2 separate regions of the Sus scrofa genome follow, and region 1 is linked to region 2. The links are chromatin contacts, called in public Hi-C maps. All regions are on one chromosome and are shown on one strand. Each heading gives the region's core, a stretch centred on a gene start, on an enhancer-like site or on the middle of the called end of the contact. The rest is flanking DNA. Distances are from core to core; before and after follow the strand shown.

Evidence for each region. Hi-C and Micro-C count contacts between places; a contact is called where the count stands out from the background.
Region 1: a contact with region 2 is called in a Hi-C map of embryonic fibroblasts, with 1.8 times the contacts expected there. The contact joins two enhancer-like sites.

Annotation. Positions count from the first base shown.
Region 1 is chr7:91,920,362-91,926,740 of Sscrofa11.1, reverse strand. All of the region lies in intron 8 of RAD51B (DNA repair protein RAD51 homolog 2), which reads right to left. Among named protein-coding and RNA genes, the nearest start is that of RAD51B, 330 kb to the right of the region's middle. Within about 2 kb of position 3,535, at least 38 of the 83 cell types and tissues checked have an H3K27ac peak or open chromatin away from gene starts, as enhancers often do. A contact at or near this core is called in embryonic fibroblasts, where this site is marked.
Region 2 is chr7:91,693,206-91,699,813 of Sscrofa11.1, reverse strand. All of the region lies in intron 8 of RAD51B (DNA repair protein RAD51 homolog 2), which reads right to left. Among named protein-coding and RNA genes, the nearest start is that of RAD51B, 100 kb to the right of the region's middle. Within about 2 kb of position 1,348, at least 9 of the 83 cell types and tissues checked have an H3K27ac peak or open chromatin away from gene starts, as enhancers often do. A contact at or near this core is called in embryonic fibroblasts, where this site is marked.

The DNA of each region.
Region 1 (6,379 bases), core at 2,286-4,785, 220 kb before region 2:
TGGCTAACCTAAGTGTGGAACTTGACATTAATCTCTGTAAAATTCAGACTCACTGGCTCTCATAGCTTATTATGGTGGTTAAGAGCATGGGCTATGCCTCTTTGGCTGTGGGACTTAAGAAAGTAGTACCTCTGTGCTTCTTTATCTACCTATCAGATGGACTATTAATAGTATAGACCTCGGAGGGTCATTGTGAGGATTAAATGAGGGAATCCAATAACATATTTAGCATTCTGCATGGCACATAGTAAGTGCTCAATAAATACCTGTTGTTGTTGTTCACAAACCCATTCCATCAATCTACACAGCTTTTTTTTTTTTTTTTTTTTTTTGTCTTTTTGGGACCGAACCCACAGCATATGGAGGTTCCCAGGCTAGGGGTCGAATCCGAGCTATAACCACCGGCCTACACCACAGCCATAGCAACAGCAACAGCAACGCAGAATCCAAGCCACATCTGTGATCTACACCACAGTTCACAGCAACACCGGGTCCTTAAGCCACTGAGTGAGCCCAGGGTTCGAACCCACAACCTCATGGTTCCTAGTCAGATTTGTTTCCACTGTGCCATGACGGGAACTCCCTACACAGCTCTTTTAAAATCCTGTCTCTGTTATTGGATGTATAGACATCTTCAACTTTGAGCCAACCACATGTTATGTAAGCACATCTTTAGTGCTTTCATCAAATTTTTAAGTGAGAAATTTGGACAGAACAGTACCAGCAAACAGATTCCTAAGGCCGACTGTGATGACCTCCTTCCAGATGGATGATCCATCATCAGCTCAAAACTACTTGGTTACATTTGTTCAACCAGCTATAAGTCTACTTAACTAGACAATAAGAACATAATAAAAACCTCTGCCAAACTCCTCCCAGAAATAAAAATCTATGCTGACATTTCCATAACCAATCAGATGAACTGTGAACGAAGGAAATTGGGATGCTTTGCTTTAATGAGTTCATACTGCCTTTAATCATCACGAGGTGTCATTGGCCTTTATGGTGGTGATGAGAGCAGCTATCTGTAAGGCTCTGAGCTATGTATTCTATGTAGCTTATCTAATTTAATCCTCTAAACAACCCTTTGAGGTTGAGGTTATGATGAGTTCTCTCCCTTTTTTCAAAGAAAGAAACAGGCTTCGTTCATACATTTTATAAATGGCCCATCTAGCACTCAAACCCAAGTCAATCAACTCTGGGGACCAAACTTCTTTGCAAACGCATATTATCTTCCTTTTGTCCTAAATGGCACCCTAAGACTCTATGAACCATACAGGTCGGGTCCAGTTCCAGTCTTGTAGGCCCAGAAACTTGACACCGTCAGTATCTCAAGCGTTGTCTCGGCTTAAATCTCGTGTGTTGCCTCACCCAAGTTCATAATGAACTGGTGTGGCAAACCAGAATGCCAATTTACTGATTTACAATAGTGATGTATCTATCACACTCTAGATACTCATAACACTAGATGCTAGAGCATTTTTCCCTTTCAGAGAGCTCTGCCCACAGAAGCAAAGGGTAATTGTGAGGTGTCAGAAAGAGGAGTTTTCTACAAGACTCGAATGTTGAACTGAATTTCCCACAGAGGAAGGCTCTTGCCAGTGGAACTGAAACTTTGAAGGCTCCCGTTCCTGTAGACAATTACAGGGGACAGGGCACAACCAGGGCTCGCTTTGGCTGCTTCTGATGTGGACTGGCTCCCTTTCTGACCCATTGGTGCTTTACTTATGTTTATGCCAGTCTTGGGCCTAGAGACCCATCGCTCTCTTTAGGTGACTTTCCACAGCTCTGCTCCGATCTGATCCATTCTCTGATATATATTCTATTCTATTCTCTCTCTCTCTCTTTCTCTCTCTCTCTCTCTCTCTCTCATATATATATATATATATATATCAGAGGATGGATCAGATCGTAGCACACATACTTCCCAAGTTCTTGATTAAGCCCGTATCTACTCTATGCTCTATAATATAATTAGCTCTGGCCTAAGGCCCTTGACTCACTTGAGACTGCTAGGCACTCTCCTACTATCTTATTTTCTTTTTGACCTCTTAAAGACACATCTACCATATTTAGGTTGGGTAAAGTAGTACAGAGATAGGATTTGAGATGTTCTTTTTTCTCTCTTCTCCAAAGATTGGTTTCAGTGGAGAAAGGGTATAGAAAAAAGGCAATATGATCAGAGAGAAGAGAAAGAAAAAGGATTATTAACTCATTCTTTGTATAGCCCTGGGTTATTTTGTTTTAAAACACATGCAGTACTTTCATGGTTAAAAACTCCAAAACAGTTTGAAAAATAAAAGTTACCTAGTCCAATAACATAAATCCTCTCTACAATATACCCTCACTGGTTGTCTAGCTTACTTTTAAATAACCCCAGTAATGGAAACTCACAGACTCTTGAGGCAACTTTGGACAGCACTATGAGAACAATGTTTAGAGTTCTGATGGCTCAGTGGTAATGAACCAAACTAGTATCCATGAGGATGCAGGGTTCAATTCCTGGCTCTACTCAGTGGGTTAAGGATCCAGTGTTGCCTTGAGCTAGCCACTAGGGATCTGTACGTCGCAGACATGGCTCAGATCCCTAGTGGCTGTGGCTTTGCCATAGGCTGGCAGCTGCAGCTCCAATTCAACCCCTAGCCTGGGAACTTCCATATGCCACAGGTGTGGCCATTAAAAAAAGGCGGCAACAACAACAAGTCTTCACATTATTAACTCAAAATCAGTCTCTGCGTAGCTTCCCCCCATGACCTTAGTTCTATCTCTTGGGCCCCAAAAGACACCCCTCATCCTGCTTCCCCTTAGATACTAAGAGGCCTAACACCAGCTTAGACACTAGGCAAAGCATAACCCTACGTGCATGGCTTTTCTTCTGGGCTAAATATTTTCTAGGATTTATGAGAAGGATGCTGGAAGATGACAGAGAGACACATGCACTTTTTCAAGATGATGGTTCCTGAGATTGAGCCAGAACACCTTGGCCCCTCAATAGTCTTGTCATAGAAGAGTTTACTGCCTTGTTTTAACACTCCCACTTAGAGAAGAAAGCAGGTAGCCAGGCACTCGTGCGGGCTCTAAACATGGAAAACGTCCTGCACACAGGCAGTCAGGCCCCTAGACTAAAAATGGAAGCAGCCCTATATGCAAACAAATCAGAGCTTGGCATTGGCTGAGGAGGGCAGGAGAAAGGGCCAAAGAGAATGTTCTGGGCTGGGCCACTTGTTGATGTTAGACATTCCTACCTAGGAAATGCACCCTGAGCAATGCTTTCATTCTGACCACAGTGCATTAGTCAGATACACAGGCTTCTCAGAGGCAAGATCGAGGAAGACGATGCAAATTTTCAAGTGTGGGAACATTACTGACACGGAACAAGTTTGAGAACTTGAAAGTGAAAGTCACTGGAAAGAGTTTGTTGGTAAAGAATAGAATATGAAAATGAAACAATATTTTAAATGGAGCACACTTCCCATGGCCTTTCATTTCACTCTGTGACTCAAACTGGGAGTTTCTGGGCCATGCAGAATCCTGTTTGGTCAAGTGACCTGCCTACTCTTTTCTGACGGACCTTAGCATAAATATCTGGGGAATTACTCAGTCCACGTCATTGTGATAACGATTACAAGCACATCTGCTTGCTTCTGCAGAGTGCTGTGGAGGTTACAAAGCACTTGCCTGAATATTTTCTCATTTTGCCCTCACACAAACTCTGTGAGGTGGAGATTATTGTCTGTTACAGGTAGGGAGCTGCTTCATGTTCAGGAGGGTTTTATTGTTTGTTTGTCTTGTCTTGTTTTGTTTTATTTTGTCTTGATTTGTTTTCTATGACACTACAGCCGTCAGGACTGCTACCACAGTCCACCCAGTCTTAACCAACTGCAACCAAGACACACCTAAGCATCACCCCACCACCCTTAACTAGCCCAAGGCCTAGTCATCCGAGCGAGCAAGCCCAGGGCTTCGCGTCAACATACACTATGCTGAGTTATCATCCCTAATATCTTTAAAGCAAAACACCCCCGGACAAGACTGTGTTTGCGGCAGTGCTCACCCTCGGGCCCTGGTGTCCTTGATAAGGCAACACAGATACTGGATCACTTTTTATCCGCTTCAGGAAGGACAAATAAACCACTGTGGCTCCATTGTTACCTGGTCTCAACTTTTCCCCGCTATAGAACTAAAGATATTCCTAGAGTGTGTTTCACTCAGATGAATACAGCCTGATGAAATTTCACTGCCAAATAAGGAGAAAGATCATGTGCTACATTCCCTGGAGCTGTATTATAGCCTGGCAAGCAGCTTCCTGCAATACCCATTTTAAAAGATTAGCAGGAGGAAGAAAACCAAGGTTACAATAAAAGAGTCATTACTAAAAGTTCTCAGGATAATTCCTTTCTTTGAAGCCTAAACACACAGCAAGCATCTTCTAACACGATGGTAGTAGTTACAGCAGGAGTATTCAAAGGGCAGGGGAGCCCTGAGGGTATTGAGTATTTTTCCGTCATTTTCTCCACGGTAGATTTAAAGGAGACTCTCACATTTTTTCAGACCGAAATCATCTCTCTCCTTGTCCTCACTTCAGTTCTTTCAAATGCTGAAGAGCAATGAAATGAAGGAGACAGAAAAACCTGTTTCGGTGCGCTTGGAAAACCTTGCGTTTTTGAAGGGAATCTTCAGGGGAGGGACCACTTGCCCTGAGGGAGAACCAGTGAAGCTCTGAAAACACAAGACCCTGGAAACCAGAGAGGCCACCCATCAGAGACCACTCAGAGATGGTCAGCAGCGGTTGCTGCACACTCGGCCACTCCCCTGAGCTCAGGAAGGACGACCAGCAGTTCTCCAGTGCCCTGTGCACCTCACAGCACCTAGCATGGTGCCTGACTCACACAGTGTGCCGTAAATATTCGTTGACTAAAATCAGATAAAATGGAAGCAGGCTCCCATACGTTCCTAAGTATCAGACATGAGCATACTAGAGCAGACGTGTTTGCTCTTGGAAGAAAGGAGAAAGAAATACTATTTTGAATCTAATGCCTTTGAGTCTTACGATGGGAAGGGACAGAAAATCCTCCCAGTCCATCAGATTCTGCACACTGGAGCCCCCATCATGAGAGAAGAAAGGGCTTCCATGGAGCACTACCACCTAGAGAACATTTTCAACCTCTCAGCAAATCAGAACTTCACCTCAAGACAAGCCGATCAGAGATCTCCACTGATTCCATTCCACTCAGAAAAGATTTCATGTTCAGATGCTCACAGGGTTTGCTTTGTGAGTGCTGGCTACCAAACTGCTGCTGAGCCCTGGTACAGCTCTAAGAGAGAACAGCTTGTTACCACGCAGATTTCCCACACAACATCTTGAATATAATGTATAACCCCAGAGAGGTTTTGCTGTTGAATAGAGATGCTGTGATGTATGGTGCAGCTGCAGACCTGGGAGGAGGGTCCACTGGCCTGAGTTCAAGCTCTGCGATGTTCCAGCTGTGGGGCCACGGATACATTATTTCACCTCTCTGAGCCCTGGTGTTTTCATCTAGAAAGTGAGAGGCTGAAAACAGTTGACCTCAAAGATCCTTTCTGGCTTCTAGCACTTTTAACACTCCATGACTCTGTGAAGAAAAACAACTAAAATTAAACCCTTTATGGCTTACATGCCATGTAAGAAAACAGGTTGATGCATCAACAGGTCATGAAGACATGGATCCCATTAGCGAAAGCTCAGCCCTTTCTGTGGCTGAAAGGAATGAGGAGAATATTTTGGCTTTCAAAGTGGGCAAAGATTTGGTTTGGACTTCTCTCTAAAAAGACAGCATGTCTCAGCAGTCGAAATGGTGCCAGGAGCCGCAGGCTGGGTCACTGCCTTTAGTGAGGGAGGCCCAGCATGCAGAACACAAATTTCTTAATTATCATTACTATAACCTTTACTAAGCCTTGTTTTTCTTGGGGGCTCTCCTGGTCAGGTAATCTGAGTTAGAGCCAACCCAATTTATAAAATTTGAGACTTTTCCCACTGTAGGTAAGATTACATGCTATTTTAAGAAACCTCTTGGGGGATGAGGAAATATGCTGTTTTTCTTTTAAATATTATACTGTATATCGATTCCAAATGCTAACCGAGCTTTGAAAGAAAAACACCAGTTCCCTAAAAATAGTCTGTCTACAATGCCTCTTAGATTTGGTCACTTTATACACAGAGCATACTTAGCATGTAGTTAGAAACAAAATAATATTTGGTGAACATATCTAACAAGTTAAGAAAAATTAAAGATAAATGTCCCCAAAACATTAATCAAATATGAATGCACATGAGCTACATGGCTACTTTAAGGTTGTATTCTCAAAAGAAATCTCAAATGAGCTCTAGTTTTTAAAATCT
Region 2 (6,608 bases), core at 99-2,598:
GTGAGAATAAGTAGATTGGGGCCAGATTACGAAACATTTTGTGACAAGCTAAGAAGTTTTTAGAATTTATCCCTTAAATGTAATGGGAGCCCATCAAAAGTTTTCAAGCCAGAGAATGATGTGATTAGTTCTGTCTTTAAAGAAAGAGATTTGACAGCAGTATGGAGGATGGACCGGAAAATAGCCTGAAAGTAGATAAGCAGCTCTCCTAAGAATTGAAATGAAAGATGAAAAGGGCCTAAACAGGGCAATGAGAATGGAGAAAAGGAAACAAACATATTCAAAAGCAATTTTGGAGATAGGAGAGACAGGACTTGTTGACAGATTGGTTGGGGAACCTAAAAGAACATAAGGACTCAAGATGGATGTGAGGTTTCTGGCTGAGCGGATGGGGAGCCATTAAAGAAGACAGAGAATACTGGAAGGGAGGGGGTGTTTAGAGAGTGTGGAAAAATGAGATTGGGATTTGTTGAATTACATGCTGGCCTATCAACTAACTCTTAGTACGCTGCAAAAGGATAAGGATCTTGTTTGCTAATTGTCTCCACTGCACCTAGTGCAATGCCATGTGCATTTAATTCCAGTTTGTGAGGATGGGGCTAATGCTAAGCTCTCCCAGGATAATTGAGACTTGACAATATTTAAGATATCTCTTCAAAAGGCCTGTGTGGAAAGGAAATATGAGACAAGGTGGTTTGTTTTACTTTCCTGTCAAATTTCTGCTTTAGTGGCTTCCAAAATAAATTTCCAATAATAATAGGGCTTTTAACAAGAGGGTCTATTATGAAGAGCAGCCTGCGGCGACCCGAATACCTCTCGGGACTTCACATTCTACACATTCCAGTAATCAAGTCACATCACCTTTAATTCTCTTTCTTGTTCAGGAACCTGTACTACCACTTAAGATTCTAAAACCTGCCACACCCAACAGTCAAACATAATCAGAGCCATTTAAACAATTTGGGAAAAAAAAAAAAAACAAAAAAAAAACACGCTGTTTTATTTGGAAAACCTGAAGGGGGGAGATACTAAAAAAAAAAAAAAAAACAAACAAAAAAAAAAAAAACCACCATTTGTTCTGGTTAATATTGTGCAATGTTTTCTGGGGTTTGTGAAATCATAACTAAATAAATCAACTCCGGCAACACAAAGAAACAATATTCCCTTCCTCCTTGGACGCCTGAAGGAAAAAACGGCATCTTCTCCACAATGTGCACACACTCTGGAGCTGTTTTGTTTTTAATCCTTTGCCAAGTCAAGTTTTAGTTTTATTTTAATCTCACTAACCACAGTAAATTCCAAATCCTTGACAAGTAAATGCTTTCTTCCTCACCAAAATCCCACTCACTTTCCTTTCTAACTCCTGGAACGTAAGAGTTCAATAAAAGCCTGCACCGCTGATCTTTTTTCATGAGGAAGAAAACAAAAACACTATAAATTAAGTGTATTTCCTGACATTTACAAGATAGTCTACATGTGAAGTAAGTTAAGATAAAATTGCATCTTTCCTGCCCATCATTTAAAAATATATATTCACATGTGCTATAAGAGGAAAGATTAGCATAGGAAGTCAGAAGATCTGGGTTCAAGTCTCATTCATTTCAGTGGGCTGTGTAATGTTACTTAAGCAACTTAAATTTGGTTTCCTTAGATCTAAAAGTTAGGGAAATAGATGAGATAGTTTTTTAGAGGCCCTTCCCTTTCACTTTAAATTTCTTAAGATATGGCTATTACTTGACTTTTCTTTTTTGAACACATGGAGAACAGTCAGTCACTCAAAAAAAAAAAAAAAAATTCCTAAGGAAAAAAAACTAATTTTTCTGGTAAAATGAAATAAACCTTAGATATTACCTAATCTGTACAGCTTTGAAACTGTATTCCAAGAGTTATAAATTGTTTTATTTATTGGAAAGGTTCTACAGTTTAAAGAGAAAGATGGGAAACACTAATCTAATCCAACTCAGTAATTAGAAGATGAAGAAACTGAGATCAGGATTGGAAGGAGAAATATGTCACAGCCATAAAATACTGGGAGCTGTTAAACATCACAGCAAGAGGAAAATGGTCATGATAAATTTTAAAAGAAATGAGGATTTTAAACCGTGTATTTGAAAAACTGTATAGGTGTAAATCCATTTTTCAGGGTAGTAAGTTCATTGCATCATTTGCACTAAAAGAGTCTAACAATATTCAAATAATACAAAATATGTAACAAAAAAAGTCACAAATGATCCAAAATCTCACCATTGAGAAATATTCAGTATTAACATTCAGTGACTGTCACTTCAGACAACTACTCATAATACGGATGGATAAATGAACAAAATAAATGTATTATTTCTGGGATAGGAGTGTATTCACTTTAAAAATAAAAATATATCAATTTTCATTTTATTTGAAAATAACAGAAGCTGAAATGAAACTGAAGAAATTTTAAACCTTAAATAACTGTTTCTTCACTCAGAAAGAATAACTATAAAAAACCCAAGTTTAACAAAAATGATAAAATCATAGAGGAGATTAATATTACTTTAAAACTATTTTAAATTTTAGACTACACTGAATTGTTGCTATGAAAGATAAGGTGATTAAAAATTTCCATTTCCCTTCCACCTACCTCCCAATTTTATTTCACCATGATGTATAATGTTCACACTGTACTGTTACCATAGTTTCTATAGTTTCTAAATCTTATTTATACATAAATGTATTTATATTCAAAACCATTTTTTATTTTGATTCATCTCTTCATTGGCTAAATTTTAACAAGTAGGTTTTTCCAGGAAGATCTCAGAGATGCTGTAATCTCTGGGTTCTCTCACATTTGAAGATTATAATATGCCTAATGCCTTTATTCCTCAACAGCTTGCCTAGACAGAGTGTTCTTAGTCATACTTTCTTGCATCTGAACTTTTCTGACACTGTTTCTCTAGTATTGCACTTTGCTGTGGAGAAGTCTGAAACCAGTCTAGTTTTCTCCCTTGCAGATGACTTTTGCTTTTTGAATGAATGACTGAAGTTTTTCTTCAGAAACAGCCAGGATATGAGTTGATACTGATTCTTCTTCACCAATTTCAGTATTCAATGCGTCTTTTTATCTGCAAGTTTTTTCATTTTAGAGAAGTTTTGCTATATCAATTCTCTAAATACTTTTTTAGTTCCATTTCTTGGGTCCCTCTTCCTCACAGATACCAGGAATCTTTCTTTGTGTCATATCTTTCATTGTTCACCACACTGATTTAATCAGTTACCCGTTTTTTACTGTGATTATTCCAAACTTTTGCTCCAAGCCATTAAAATTTCAGCCATCTGTATTTTACTTCTTACTGGTTCTACATCACTTATTAGTATTTTACTGGTGTTCTGGTTCTTAATTTATTTCCATAGCCCTAGAGTCACATTTTTCATCAATGTGAGCACATTTTAAAGTTTATTTTTTACTTGTACCTGAATACTGTGTTTGGTTCTATGTATGTTTGCATACGTATGTATTATGAAAAAACCCAAAAGGCCAAAATTTTTATAGCTTTCTGTTGTAGTCAGTGACTTTTTTTCCATTTTGCCCATCTAAATACCCTAAAATTCTTCACAATGCATAGATCTATTACTTGTACACTGATGTTGATAGACACATACACATACATAGTTTATATAGCTATAACTTAGCTATAAGTTTTAAGGGAACTGGAGTATACAGCTAAGGACTAAGCATCTCTATGTCAATGATTTAAAATGTATAACTTTCCCAGAATAATGTTCTTCCTCAAGCTGTGACTAGAGGTAGTCTTTGAAACTGTGTCTGCATTCTGATCACCAGCACAAGATCTGTGTCTCAGACAGAGATACACAGACCATGTGAGTAAAAACTTCTCCTCCTTTTTTCTTGACTGATCTTGTCTATTTCAGAGGTTAAGCAAGTACAGACCTCAGATAATTTCTCCGTTAAAGCTATATCTAGAGAAGAAATTCCTTTCAGAGTCTGGCACATTGTTGATTAATATGCCCAGGTTCTGTCTAGTGTTCCTGAAAATATATTTCTCTTAAATTTATTTCCTCTTAGGTACATTGTGGGTATATTAACATACCTATACTCACTCTGATGATTTCAAGTTCCTAAAATCTTGGGACAGGGCCTGGGAACAAAAGCCTAACTAAAAGCTCTTCTGAAATGCTGAGCTGAAGAAAACAAGAATCTTCACTGATGATTAAGAAAACAAATATCACCTATAGAAACTAATCATAAAAGATTTGAATTTTTTTAGGAAGAGATGAAGTGATGTTGTGGAAATGAAATGGAGTCAAATCATTCCTGAATTGGAGTCCCAGGTCCTACCAAGCTATGTGACTTTGAATAAGCCATTTAACTTCTCTGAACTTGATTCATCTGCTCAATAGATGAATATTATATCTATATACTTTGTACAGAATATTTATTTTCTATTTCTATATTTTATAATATTAATAAAGTTATTTCACAAAGAAAGTCTTATTCTTGGTAGGAACAGCCAAGTTATCATTGATAAAGGAAAGTTTTAGTTGTCAAAAAATGTATATATGTATATACTACAAAGAATATCTAGCATGATAAAATTTTTGACTGTTTTCAAATGAATCAGTAATAACCTAATAATACTTACAGATACAATAAACATATTTATTCCTGGGATATCTTTACTTTTCAATGCTAACATAAACTTTCAAAAAGAAGTATTGAGCAAAGGAACCCAGGAGAATCAAACAGAAACATTCCAAAAATCTAAAAATCATCATCTAGATTTCAGGATAAAATAAATAAATAAATAAATTTCAGGATAACATTGAATCCTCTAATAAGACTTGTTATTTTATACATATAAATCTCAATAGATTATAGAATAAAACATAAAAATGAAAATCTAGAAGTCAAATAATACAAGAACTGTCACTTATAATAGATCAACACAAAAATGTTGTGTGAAAAATTGACTATAATAAAATATGTTGCAAGTAACCCCTAAAAGTTCCTTGAAATATAATAAAAATTCACCATAAGCCAAAAGAAAGGGTGGAAAAGGCAAGGGGAGAAAGAAAGGTTTCCAAGGAAACATATAAAAGCTATCTTAAGACTCTAGGAATTAGAAACAAAACTAAGCTCCATATTCTAACAAAACTAAACTTGATGGCTGTGCTCACATAATGCCATTGGCAGCCCAATTTTACAATTTAGTGATGCAAATTAACAAAAAGATGTACAATCTGAGGGAAGGTACACTAGTAAAATTTGTTTTTGTTAAAACAAGAGTTGGAGGATCTTCAAAAAGTGCCGAGACCTTATTCATTTGGCTCCAGCCTCATTTCAGCAAACTTACATTCAATCCTCCCTCTAACACTATTCCAGAAGCCTGTCTCAAGTAGAACTGAAAAGAAAATAAAGAGGAATTTTTTTTCATTGTAGCGTTTATCTGAATTTTCTGTTTACTATATTCAGTCTTGATTTCATACCAAGTTTATTTGACAAGTACTTGGTGGTAAAACTAGACACCAAATTTCTCCTTCATGAAAACCAACATGGGTGGCTTCTTTTCACAAGAGGGTACCTCTTTGTGGTGGCATAAGACCTCATATTGCTGTGTGAGACATTCTGCTGCCCAGCCTGACTAGGCATTCAGCAGTTAATCCTACTTCTATGTTCTACTGGATCAACTGTTATCGGAAGTTTTTACCAATCTGAAGACAGGAAAGAGAAGAAATACATAGAGAAAATCATCATCATCAAATAAAAATAAAGCTTCATGTACAGAACTCTATGCTAAGCATTATGCAAAATAAAGACATGATCCCTGCCTTCCAGAAGCCTCCATGCTAAAACAGATGATGTTGACACAGACATAAACAGACTTTCGTAATGCAGAACAGAGACATGATGGCTGCCAGTAGGGCATAAATCAACAACTGCTAAATATTTACAAAATGTGAGAGATTTATTATGTGCAATGTATTTTGTATAATACATAGAATAATCTCTGGAATTGGTGAGGGTTGAGTAAAGACACAATTCTTTTGTGTCCTGATTCTACTCCATCTCTGACTCCCTGTGTAACCTTAGGTCTCGATCTTACAGTGACTGTTTGTTGCCTTACAAAAAAAATAAAATGATAGCATTTAAATTTCTTCCAGGTTGCATACACTGTAAGTGCACAGACTCATCAAAATACAGTGTGGAAAATTCTATCATGGTTTCTAATGAAGTGACTCAGGATAGAAATTCAATTTTTAGATACCTTATCAAAAATATTCTCACATAAATACATTCCATGATACCAGTTAACCACTTGGGGACATGAACTTTTGAAATGGTTGATCGGAACTTTTTATTAGAGACAGGGAATCCAAGTTAGATAAAGGGTACTGTCATTCCCCATCACGTATGACCAATCCTATTTCTCTGAAACTTGCTCTGGCCATTTTCAGCCTTTGGTCCTTCTTTTCTCCAATTTCCTTTCACCTTTTCTTGTCTTCCCCTAACTGTAGGGTCTACAGATATGATAGATGTAAGAAGCTCCCCAAATAGTGGGAGGGACCCGGGACCTTTTTCTCTTTACAGAAAAGGAAGAAGCTGTTTTTAAAAT